Linked DNA regions of Anser cygnoides: regions 2 and 3 are each linked to region 1. A link is a contact called in public Hi-C data. All regions are on one chromosome and are shown on one strand. The core of a region is the stretch at or near the end of the contact, and the rest is flanking DNA. Distances in the headings are between cores, read along the strand shown.

The links. Hi-C and Micro-C count contacts between places; a contact is called where the count stands out from the background.
Region 2: a contact with region 1 is called in a Hi-C map of liver, with 14 times the contacts expected there. The contact joins two enhancer-like sites. A contact is called at or near these places in 2 of 7 Hi-C or Micro-C datasets (both in liver).
Region 3: a Hi-C map of liver shows a contact between it and region 1, with 7 times the contacts expected there. The contact joins two enhancer-like sites. A contact is called at or near these places in 2 of 7 Hi-C or Micro-C datasets (both in liver).

What each region holds. Positions count from the first base shown.
Region 1 is chr20:4,436,854-4,440,886 of Taihu_goose_T2T_genome, forward strand. It overlaps CACFD1 (calcium channel flower domain containing 1), which reads right to left. Exons shown (of 5, transcript XM_066980695.1): 2 at 18-90. Among named protein-coding and RNA genes, the nearest start is that of CACFD1, 3.3 kb to the right of the region's middle. Within about 2 kb of position 1,713, at least 1 of the 3 cell types and tissues checked has open chromatin away from gene starts, as enhancers often do. A contact at or near this core is called in liver, where this site is marked.
Region 2 is chr20:4,242,505-4,246,620 of Taihu_goose_T2T_genome, forward strand. The region is part of intron 2 of VAV2 (vav guanine nucleotide exchange factor 2); the gene reads left to right. Among named protein-coding and RNA genes, the nearest start is that of SARDH, 54 kb to the right of the region's middle. Within about 2 kb of position 2,012, at least 3 of the 3 cell types and tissues checked have open chromatin away from gene starts, as enhancers often do. A contact at or near this core is called in liver, where this site is marked.
Region 3 is chr20:4,204,273-4,208,265 of Taihu_goose_T2T_genome, forward strand. All of the region lies in intron 2 of VAV2 (vav guanine nucleotide exchange factor 2), which reads left to right. Among named protein-coding and RNA genes, the nearest start is that of VAV2, 38 kb to the left of the region's middle. Within about 2 kb of position 1,764, at least 1 of the 3 cell types and tissues checked has open chromatin away from gene starts, as enhancers often do. A contact at or near this core is called in liver, where this site is marked.

The sequences.
Region 1 (4,033 bases), core at 463-2,962:
ACAGAAACTCCACTCACATCATCCACACGCCAGCTGCTATGTTCAGGGGGTTGATGGTGACGCAGTTCCACAGACCAGCAAAGGCACAGGCTGGAAGGCAAGAAGAGGCTTTCGGTGACCACAAAGACCCACAGGACAGCGGGGTCGGAGGCTGGCCAGCAGGGCTGGCTTCTCCCAGCTCCAGCCTGCCCTGCAGCCACACCAGCAGGGTTGTGCCCTCCTGTGCTTTGGGCTCATCTGTCCGGACAGACAGCGCTGGAGCTGCCCAGAAGGGTCCTTGCCTTGGCTGGCACCTCCGGGCACTGCAGAGCAGCGTGCACAGACCAGCACAGAAGGGCTGATGGCCCGAGGAGAGCAGGATGCAGGTGGAGGGTTTGTTCCCATCCTACCTGGCCCAGCATCCAGGTATCCTTCTGCTCTGAATGCTTGGTGCCTCAGTGTGACGCCTGCTCAGAACAGTGTTTGCTTTTATGTGCGGTCACATACGTGGCACCCCGGGTTTTATTTGCAAAGGAACCACTGGTTTGCCCCAGGACTGAACAAAGACGACCCTGCCGGCACCCATCTCAGAGCAGCACGGGGAAAAGTTCAGCAAAAAAATTACTTGCAGCCCTTTCAGGCTGAAAATAAAGGAGAGGTGAACCCGGTCTTGGTCACACACTGCTAGTTCTGTGCAACTCTGCTAAAGATTGGCAGAAAAGAGCCAGTTTTGGGTCTCTGCTAATACAAATGGAAGTGGCTGCTGGTTAAAGCAAGGCCCAGAATAGCTCCTGCTCTCCTGAATTCGTAATGCCAGGAGAGGAAGCAGCCAGCAGCCAGGCTGCAGGCACCCACCTCCTGCCTCATTAAACTTGCAAAGAGCTCCCTGCACTCGATACGGCCCCTTTCCCCCGCTGACACCGAGAGGCTGCTGCTGCTCACCTGGGAACCCGAGCCCACGGGAGGGAGGGCGGCGAGGCAGGGGCTGCATCCCCAGTAAACAACAACACAGTGCAGAACCGCATCTGAAATTATACAGCCCTTAAAGGCTGGCCTGGGATGTGCAGCTGAATAATGAAGAGAGCGGTGTGAATGTGAGAATCAGCCTGGATCCAGGTATTTCTGAAGTCTGCTCATGTTTTGCTAAGGGAATCCCTGAGCAGGGCTGCTGTGAGCAGTCCTGACCTTCAAAAGCTTGGCACGAGTTTGCAAGGTTTCCTTCAGGCATCCACTGCTGAATCCTCAAGGTTTCCTCAAGAATATTTACCCTTATTTACCAGACTGGGAAACAGAGCTGCAGGCCTATGATAGGACCAGGCTAAGGTCACCCCACAAGCAAGTGGCCCCCTGATTTTAGAAAACAACCAAACAGGTTTATTTTTAGAGGCTTCCTAGGACTGTCCCCTAGGACCCAAAATCTCCTGGAGATTCCTGCTAGAACAAGATCCCTACAGAGCAGAAATGCCACAGGACATGCTACCAGCCGCGCTCCAAGGGCACTTCTCATCCTCCCATCACAAAGGGATCAGTGTCAGTGTCCCTGCACTGCAGGGGGAAACTGAGGCACCGGGGTGGGATGATGCACACACGCAAACAGACGGAGAGCTGGCAAAGCACCAGCAAGCAGGATTGTAAGGAGCAGCAGGCAGGGACGTTTCTAACTCTGTGACCAAAAAACCCTTGGATGCTCTCGGAAGAGGAGCTCAGGGGACTTGTGACACTTGTGACACAAGTCCGCACCATGGACTTCTAACACTTTTTCTTCACAGAAAAACACACTTCTGAAAATAACCTTAAATGACTTTCAAGCATTTTATTATTAGCAGAACAGCAAAACCCAGCAGCACCTTGACTACCACTGAAAGGGCAAGGGCAGAGCCCTGCCCTGGTTAACAGCACAGTGGAGCAGAGCAGTGCAAGAGGTTCAGAGCTACAAAATCAGCCTCAACCACAGAGCAAACCTAGGGAGGCAGAATGTTATTTTCCAAGCAGGACTTTGGCCCTACTATTTTTTTATTTCTTTTTACCCTAGTCAATCAGGGTTTCGCTTTGTCAGGGCTTTGGTTCAGTTCTTCAAGTTTTGTTTTCATCCCAAAACAACCCTTGACCACTGAATGTCCTCACAGGAGCCTCAGCGAAGCGATCGCCCTGGTTGCCAATGGACTAATGACCCAGCAGGCCTGAGCTGAGCGAGTCCCTACGTCAGCACGAGCACCAACCAGCAGGAAAGGAGTCAAAGGTTTATAATCGCAGGAGCACTGCACTCAGTGGTGGTTGCCAACAGCCACAGAGATAACGATTCGGTGACCTTCAGTCTCCTTTGCAGTGCAATGCATCCTGCGGCAGCCTGGCACATCCTGGTCCCGCTGGGGCAGGATCGGCTCCTGCCTCTGTAGCCAAAAGGGACGCGGAGCCAACCCAGAGGCTTCTTTTTGCACAACAAAGCCTCACAAGAGGCTTCAAATTCAGATAATGCTCGATGGCACGTAAGCTATGGAAGACAGTCCTGCCATTTGTTTAACTGCTGTCCCGTCCTGAGGCCCTGGGGAAGCACAAATAACTGGGAGCTAAAACGAGGAAGTAAAAAAAAAAAAAAAACACACCACCCCCCACAAAGCCTCTATTCATTCCAAGCAGCTGGTCACTGTCCTCAATGCAACCCTATTTTTGCTCCTAGAGCATTTTACAAAAGCCACAGACTCCCATCGTCCTTTTACAAATGGGAACACAAGGGGGAGAGGGGACTCGACCGAGGTCACCAAGCCAGGCTGTGCAGGAGCCAGAAACAGACCCTGAGCCTTGTTTGTCTCGCTTGTGCTCCACCTCCCAGCCCTTTCTGGCTTGATCTTGCTGGTTACAGGTGTTGGCACGTGGTAGGTGTCACCTCCCAGCCTCACCTCCACTGACAAAGTTTCCCATCCATCCTACAGGAAATTCTTCCTCCTGCATAAAATAACCTAGGCCTGTAGCAGCCACAACCCAGACGTCCAAAATCCGTATAAATGAGTTCTGTTCCTTCGTAGCGAGCTCTGAAATTAGAGGCACACTCCAACCTTGCCTAGTTATCAGTCAGCCCTTGTCCTAACAGGCCACCTTCAACAAGGCGATGCTGAACAAGGAGCGTTTTGAGGAGGCCTGTCACCAGCATGGAGGATTGCCTCCTTCCATGACCTCCCGGGTCCCTGCTCCTACCAGGAGCCTGTGACCCCGGCTGACTTGCTTTCTGCCCCACAGACCCCACAAAGTGAGACTGCCCAGGCCACAGAGCAAGCTGTCTGACTCCCCGAGCCATCGGCAATCCTCCTGCCTGTTTCTTCTCCCACATTCACCCAAACACGTAAAACTCTCAGCTTTCCTTTAAAAACAAGTCATGAGTTCTCCAAGCTGTGAAGAAAAGACTGAGAAAAGAATCCAAGTACAACTCGGCTGCTTTGAAAGCTAAAGACAGAGGGGAAAAATCTGCCTTCAAAGACTCGCGCTGCTTTCAAGCCCCTCGCGAGCTGCTCTGGCACGCGAGGCGGGCAGCGCAGCCACCTCCGGCTCTTCGCCCTCCATCCACGTCCCCCGAGCTGTGCGTGGGGCAAAGCCACGTGAAGGGTGCCAAGGCCATAGCCCATGGGACTGACATCGCCCCACGGCCCCCTCATGGGAGCTGCCCTGGGGACACGGCCCTGCCAGCCTCCAGGCCTCCCGCCTCCACCAGAGGCCTCTGGTACGTGTTGCCCCGTAAGAGCAGCCCTGTGGAAACTTTTCACACCTCTGGAATTTCGGCACCTAAGATGTAAAAGCGAGAGCAGCGTTACGTTTTACCAGCATAGCCAAAAAGGGTTTTAAAGGGGCTGCCCAGTGATTCCACAGCACACGAGGTGGGCTGCAGAAACGCCGTGGCCTTGTACAGTCAAGTCCCGAGGCAGGAACAGGCATGGAAAGGGGGCAGGAAGAGAGAGGGTTCAGACGAAACACTACAGCAGAGGGAATAAATCAGGGCTGACTGTGCTGGCTGAGAAACACTCTTGTTTTACTAGAAGTCGTGGACCTGAAGCAGAAGGAATTC
Region 2 (4,116 bases), core at 762-3,261, 190 kb before region 1:
TGTGGCTAAGAGGTCTCGGGGACAATCTGTGTCAGATGCTCACTTGAGATTATTTTAACCCTTTGCTACTCTCGTGATCGAGATTCCCTTTAGAAAAGGAAGGAGCCCTGTACGTCTGGATGTCCTTGGTGAATTTCGGAAGCAAAATCCAGCTTGTGCCTGCAGATCCTGCTCCCAGCGTGCAGACTGGGTGCCCGGCTAGCAGTCCAGCCCGGCGTGAGGCTGGTGGTGTTAGCATCCCTGGCGAGCTCTCCTCCTAATCAGCATCTGGGCTTGAGGACCGTATTTACCACTTAAAAACAGCCCTTAATGCTGCACGCACAGCTTTAAGAGGTCAGGGGAGCAGCAAACCCGGAGGTCCTGTCCTGCCTCAGCGATATGGAGCAGGGCCCTTGGACAGTGCAGGAGGGGGCTGCACCCGGAGATGTTGGTGCAAGGGATTCCCTGCGACATCTGGGGGATGCTCAAGGGGCAGCAGACACCAGCTGTAGGTTTAATGTTTGCTGTGCTTGTCGGGCTTTACAGGTACTGTGCAATAGCATGCAGAGCGTAAATAATGGATCCAGAGCACGCAGGTTGTGTTTTAGCTGTGCATTTGGGGCTGGCTCACATGCTCGGGGTCTCACAGAGCGCTGCAGGACTCGGGGCTGGGTTCGCCGAGGTGCTAAGCACGGGGGAGAGGCACATGCAAAAAGGCAGTGATGGGAAAAACTGCTGGGGGCACTTTGGTTTGCAAATATCCTGCCTTGGCTGTGAGCCCTGGTGTGCGCGTGGAGCTGGGTGGGAGGTGCTGGGGTGGGTGCTGGGCCCCGGGTGTGCAGCGATGCTCCTCGGCAGGTGGGTGGGCAAAGGTGTACGGTGACCGCTGCCACCAGCACCACAAACTGGAGCTGTCTGGGGCACGTCCTGCTGGCGCCTCACAGCAATCTCACGGCTGCTTTGGTTCGGCAGCCTTGTCCCCACTGCAACTCTTCACGTTGCCGGTTTTGCTGTTGGATGCTGTTACCCAGCTCAGAACTAACTTAGCCAGCTTGTATCCAAATTTGGGGTCTGCTTCCCATCCACACTGAGGCGAGGGATTTGGTCTGAGGATTTGTAATTATTTTATTTTAATATTTATATTTTATTTTATTCTATTTGCCCTTCCTGAGTTTAGGTGTCAAATCATTCCATGCGATTTCAGGCTCTGAAACCACCTTCCCCCCAAGAAGCCTGTGCACGGAGGTAGCAACATCAAGGTTTCTGCCCAGGCTTATCATCACTGTGATGAGCTCCTGACTTGCTGCAAAGCAAATCCTCTTGTTCTGGGAATGCACGACGACCTCGCCAGGGTCTGCACAAGCCACGAGCCTGGCTCCAGCCCCTGCAGCTTGCTCCTAACTGCAGGGTTAGGGAGTTCCTCGTATGCAAAGCGTATTCCAGCCCAGCTGCCTCGGGTTGTTTTTGCAAATAACGAGAGTTTATTTTAGTTTTCTAGATGTGCAGAGATACCGCTAGAAATAAGCAACGCTGGAGGAAATAGAAGAGCAGTAAGCACATTAATTTATTTATTTTTGTTTTGTTTTAGTTTATTTTTAAATCCATCATTCCTAAAAGAAAGCACTGGCAGTGAGAAAGATGAAAGTTAGTGGTTTTCTTACGGTGTGGGGATTTTTGCTGGTTTTGTTTGTTTGCAAAAATCCCGTTTCTTTGCTCAGCCAGGATCCTTGCAAAGTGACCGGTGAATTTGAGGAACCTGGGCTGAGACTTGCTTTTGTTTCTGGAAGCGCAGAACTCGGTGCCTTTCGAAAATGAGGCTCTCCGTGAGGCCTCTGATGCTCGGGCTCCGAAACCGCGTCCCTGGCCCTCCCGCTGCCTTCCTGCTCGGGCTGATCCACGGCAACGCGGTCGTACCACGGGGCACGGGGCTGGTAAATGATCAGCTGGCTTGTTTGGTTTAGCTCGTGGCAGAAAACGGAGGAGAGCTGGAATGTCAGGAATGCAGAGAGCGTCCCTCACCCTGCCCGGGGAAACCACCAGGAATTTCCCAGCCCCGTGCAGGTCAGCTGCTGGAAGCAGCCTGTGGCTGCGGGTACCTCTGCCTGCACTTTGTACCTCCAGAGCTCCGTCCCTGGCATCTTGTTGTCAGTTTAGACGTAGTTTTTATGGTGACTTGCGCGCACTGAGTGCAGCTTTTCTTGAGGAAGTTCCGCCGAGAACTGGATGAAGAAGTAATAATAATAATAACCTGCATGAGACCTTATTTAAGCCCACAGCCGGCCTCCTCCCAGAAGACAAACTCGCCCATACAAGTGTGTTTTTCCCAAGCAGAGTGTAGAAATGACTCTGCAAAACCTCCCCGCTGCCGGCATCGGGCACGGGGCTTTCCCCTGGGCTGCGGGATGGGGCACGGCACTGGGCTGTGCCGCGGGCTTGGTCGCTGGAGCCCTCTCCAGCACGGTCCAAGGGAGCTGTAAATTTGGAAATTGCTGCTCACGGCTCCTGGTGTGCTCCTGTAGCACTTTCAGGATGCTGCAGCCTCAAAACTGGCTTCGTAGGTTTGGGCAGTGGGGATACCCAAAGGCCTGAACGTGTGAAGTAATTGGCATAAATCATCGGGGAGCTGATAAGGAGTCTGGGGGCGTGCTGTCTGCCTCGGGAAACAAAGCTTCTGCGTTCCCAGTCTGCCTTAAAGGAAAGGGGAGGTATAAATAACCGGCGAACTGTAATTCCACTCGGTGTCATGTCTGCATTAGCTGCATTAGTATGTCCTAGAACCGCAGGAGCAACTAAGCCTCAGATGAGATCAGGGACCCCTTGTGCCAACCGCCGCTTGGCTGCGTAACGAAGCGGTTCCTGCCCTGCCTAATAGAAAATGATAGCCGGGAGTGGCGGGACGTATTACTGCGCTTCTCAGCACATAAGAACCTGCTTTATGGGGAAAATGACACAGTTTAGCAAACACTTAAGGATTTACTTACTTTTAAGAATGCTGTTTAATCCTGTTGAAATTGAAAGGATTACTTGTTCTTAAATGCACGCTTCGTGCTTCCCTGGCTGGGGCTGGCGCAGGAGCTGGGGTTGTGCGGGGCTTTCTTCGCCCCCAGCTCCTCCTTAGCAAAAAAATAAATAAATTCCTCCTTGGAAAAACCCTGCCTGGTGCCGGACAGTCACTGCTCGCTCTTGTTTCTGGAGGTGTAGGGCTTCTTTGTACCTGATCCTTCTTAAAAAGTGGGTCGCTTCGCTGCGTACCCGAGCGTGGATTTGGAGCCTGATCACAGGCAGGCTCATCCGGATCAGGTCCCGGGCTTTGATGTGCCGGGATGCTCAGAGACATGGGGGTTTCGTGAAAGAACAAAGCAAAAAGCCCTGGCGTGGAGAACAGCGTGCTTCTTTTAGATTTCCCTGGAAGTCAAACCCTCCTCGTAGCTGTCTGACTCATAAACTGATCTCTGTGCTGCGTGAGCCTAATAACAGAGGGCAGAAGAGACTCACCCGCTCAGGAGGGGACGTCCCTGGGGCCGCACGGTGCCCCCGGCCCCTTGTGGTCCCGCCGGCTGGCGGCCGGGCTCTGCCTTGAGCCCGTGGGCAATAATGGGCTCAGTCCCTCCTCCTCACCCAGCCTGGGTGCAATCGGCCTGGCGGGTTTTAGAGGGGGGATGCTGAGGCACAAAGATTTAATGAAACAGCCAGAGCAGTCTTCTAGGTTGCTGACAATTTGGGGAGTAAGACCTGATTTCTTTGAGTCCCAGTTCAGTTTTAACATTTAGATTTGCTGGTTAAAGGGCGGTGTTACCAGAAGTCATGTCTTTTCTTGACACTTCCCAAAACCGAAGCAAACAAGAGCCGGCCAAGACAGAGGTGTGAGAGGGACCGGGAGAGCCTGGCTGGCTCGGTGCCCCCCAGGACAGAGGTGGAAATCTGGCAGGCGCCTGCAGCATGCTGGCCGCAGAGCACGTGGCCAAAGCACCTTTTGCAGAGATCAACCTTTGCCCATGCTTCTTCTTTTTTTTTTTTTTTTTGAAGATTACAGTAAAATGGGGAACTTCGCCGCATTTACATTTGTGGGACTACACTTCTGCTCGGGGAGCTTTACGGCTGCTCTTCTGGTTGCACAGTAATTATGGTCCGTGATCA
Region 3 (3,993 bases), core at 514-3,013, 230 kb before region 1:
CCAGGGCAATGCTGTCGGGGGGCACCCGGCTGCAGGATGCAGGGAGGGGGCGGCGGCAGGCTGGGTTAGCAGGTGCGGTGCGTCCCGCAGATGTTTTCAGCCAGAACGCTAAAAGCAAGCACAGGAAACCCTGATGCTGAACTTCTCTAAAGCACGGGGCAAATGAATTGCAGATTTCTGTGGCTAGCCAAGCGTGCAGCAGGCGGTGCTTTCTGCTGTGCCGTGCACCGGCCTGTTACGGCGCGGTGTTTGCTGTAGGAGATGCAGGGGGTGTTGCCACACATCGTGTATGTTTTTAGGGTCCAAATCCTGAAAACTTCCCCCTGGTCTCCTGTTAACATTGCCCTGAAGTAACTGGTGGATTAAAAATCTCCTAGCAGGCTGCCGCAGTTTGCAACCAAAAGGACCACGCTGGTTTACTTTGTGGTCTTCAGGGTCCAGTGACAGCACCGGGGCCTCAAATCATGCACATGCACCAAGCTGCTGGTAAAAGCAGTTGGTCTCCTACTGCACCCTAAAGTGAAACACCTGGGTGTCACCAGCCCAGGAAGCTGGGTGCTGAGCTGTGCCCTCTGCTGTCCCCTCCTGTCCCTGGCTGGGCCGGAGGAGAGGCTGCTTAAAAAGCAGAGCTTTTAGCTGCGAGGTGGCCGGCTATCTCTGCTTTCTCCTTCTCCTTTCTCCTTTTCCTCCCTCTCCTACTTGCAAATCAGCACTGTTTATAGATGCACAGCTCCGCCGTGGAACTGAAAGAGCCAGAAATGTTCATTCTGGGAAGCTTTGCTTTTCTTTTTTTTTCCTCCCCTCTTGGCTGCTTTCCCCAGTATTTTTCCAAGGGGTCACATTAAGGGGTATTATGTTTCAGATCAAACAAGCACGGACAGGATCTTTCCTAACTCCCATAGTCTGCATGGGAGAACGGTGCTGTTGGGCCTCAAACTGCAACCGAAGTGTTGTAATGTGCAGGGAGCCGGAGGTATCGATCAGGACGTGGGTAAACACGTATTCTTAATGTGTATGAAATTGATTTTCTTGCACTTCCGTGATCTGGCTGAGCTCTTCTTGTAGTCATATTAGACAAGATCGGGGGGTGGGGAACCTGAGAGCAGTAAAACATTCACTGGTCTGTGCCTCTAAAAAGGGGAAGGGGTGCAGTCCGTCTCTCTTCTGTGACCCTACAGCTTTTGTCTGTTGGTTGAAAAATGCCTGGCTGCTTTTGGACCCCACAAGATGTTGTTTTTTTTTTTTTTTATTACATTATCAGGCGTTTGTGACTTAATGATTTGGTCATGGTCACCACGACTGAAAGGTGTCAACAGGCAGAGTCAGTCCTTCGGTGCCTCAGCGCTCCGTTAGTGCATCTGGCATCACTTGAGCTCAACCGTTCAGCATGCTTGTGCTTTGGGAAAGGAAGGAAACACATCCCGTGTAATGTCATTTAAAGCAATCTCGGAATAAAAGGAGGTTTTTATTCTGTAACGAGCCAGGGATCTTCTGTTTCTTCATTAAAATCTTCCCCAGATTTCCTAGCCTGTCGAAGTTACAGCGTCTGATAATGAAACTGTCTCAAGGCCAAATGCTTCGGTTATGAAGAATAATTAACATTTCTTGAAACAGATTAACGTGTGGGTGTAACCATGTTTTAGCAGAATGTGCAAAAAGCGAAACTCTCAGCCTGAAAGCACTGCCATGACCGAACTTCTCAAACCCCAGTGCTCAGGGTAATTCTGCTCAGCATCTACCCTGTGAAGCAGATTAAAGGAAAAGGGGAGAAAAAAGCCTCTGCAGCAAACCGATTCCTCCTGGGGCAAAGAAGAGCGGGTACAAGTTAGCGTATCAAAGCATCGTGCCCCAAAACAGGCACCCTGATGCTGGGATGGAGCCGGGGAGCCTGGTGCCCATTCCCCAGCCCATCCTGGGAGAAGGGGACAGGGCTGGGGCGCACGGGGGGACCCGATTTGGCCCGGTCAGCCTCCTCCTGCATTGACACTTTGCATTCGGGCAGTCACGTATCGAAGCGAAATGTTAATGTTTCACGGCAAATAAACATTGCTCAAAGTGGGGGCAGAAAAATGGTGTGTTGAAACCTCGGCTCCTCAGCAGAGCGTGGTTTCGGTGAGGTTTGCTATTAACACCCAGGTCTCCTGCCATCTCCTGATTTAAGGGGCTTTACGGTGCTGAGGCCGTGACTTGGGGGTGCTGCTGCTGGCAGGAGCAGCTCCGTGCACGAGGGCTGCCCTCGTGCCACAGCTCGCTGGTGATGAGGTTTCTCCTTTCCATCCCCGCCTTGTTCAAGAGAATTTAAAAAAAAAAAAAAAAAAAGGCATCTCAGACTGTTTTGTTCCACTCTTTCAAAATGGGCTGCTTGTTTGTTCTTGGAGCGCTTCCAGACTTTTTTTTTTTCCCTTTTCCTTCAGAAATGAGTTATTTCTTCAAAACCGCCCTGTACTTTCAGGATTCCTCCGGGTGATTCCCCTGCCCGCTCCAGCTGGGTGTGCAGGGCTGGGGGGGCTGGAGAGCTTGGTATGATGGTTGTTCCAGACTCGCATGGGCTGCACGGGGTGCATCGGGGCAGTGACACGGGATCAGGTGGCTTGGATCTGCAGTGCTGGCGGGGAACAGTTTCCTTTGGATGGGTTTTAAATAGCTTCCCTGAGCATCGCAGGTGAAGCCAGGATCACGGAGACGTGTGAAAGCCACCTGCATGGGCTGTGTGATGTTCCTAACTATCGTTTCCCTGCTGGGAAAGCTGGTGCGTTCTTCCTGGGGACAAGTGCCTCTGCGTTTCCCAGCCCTTCCCGACTTTGCCAGGTTTTGAGCTAGGCAAGGAAGAGGCAGGGAGGCACGGTGCCTGCCACCAGTGTCGATGTGCAGTTTTTTGCTGTACCTGCAGCCGGACGGCAGCGCTTGCCAGCCCTCGATGCTTTGCAGATTGAGTTAATGAGCCTCAGATGGTGATGCCGCAGCTCACTCATTTATACTCTCAGTCTTAATGGCGTGTGTGTAAGTGAGGCGTTCTCCTCTTCAACATCGTTTTCTTCCTACTAATTACATATTAAAGCATAATCGCGGTAGCAAGAAAGCAGCCTTAATGCACCCTGGGTAAAGCTAACGATGTGGGCACACTCTATTTAGGGGCGTTTGTCAAAGTTCCCTATCCCAAGCCTGTTGTTAGTAACTTCAGGAATTTCTGAGCCAGCATGGACTTGGTAAATGTTTGCAGTCATTCCTCCTAATGAATAAGGCTTGTGTGGGAGAGGCTGATGGAGCTGCGGTGGAGATTTTTCCCTGGCTAACAGATGGTGGGGATTTCACAGCCTGTTACTGAAGTTTTGAAAAAGGTGGTTCAGGGGAAGGAGCTAAATGCAAATGGGCTGTGGAAGTAAGGCAGATCGGAGCCAGCACTGTGTATGTTCTTCTGGGACTTTGGGAGTGGTGCTTCCCTCCCTAATCCTAGGGCAAGGCTTCATCTTGGTGCCTCACTGCTGACACTGCTGCTGGTGTCCAGCACCTTCTCTGTGACCTCTGCTGCGTGGCAGAGCTCGTCTCCATCTCCTGTGCTTGCCACCTTCGGGATCTCCCTGACTTCAGGCAGCTCTGGAGCTTGTGTCTAACTTGAAGGCCACAGAGGGGCTCAGCAGTGAGGAGAACTTGTACGATATCTGGGTTCTGAGTCGGTGCAGATGTGGCCCAAGAAGCAGCAGTAGGCCCGGGCCCTGCAGAGTGGTGCCAGGGGGCAGTGACGGAGGCCCAGCAGTTGTGGGCCCCGGTCTGGTGCAGCCCCCCAGCCTTTAAGAGCCTCTCGCTGAAGACAGGTGAATTACTCATATGGGTAGGGAGACAGCCGCACAGATATTTGCATTGTATGGTCTTTGAGGATGCAGCGAACGTCCCACAGCGAATAATGAATATCGTACGGTTAAAGGTGTACTCCTGTCTCACTTCGTTTTGCGTGTCTAACTTAAAATACGCCTCTGGAGAGACCAGATGTAAAAG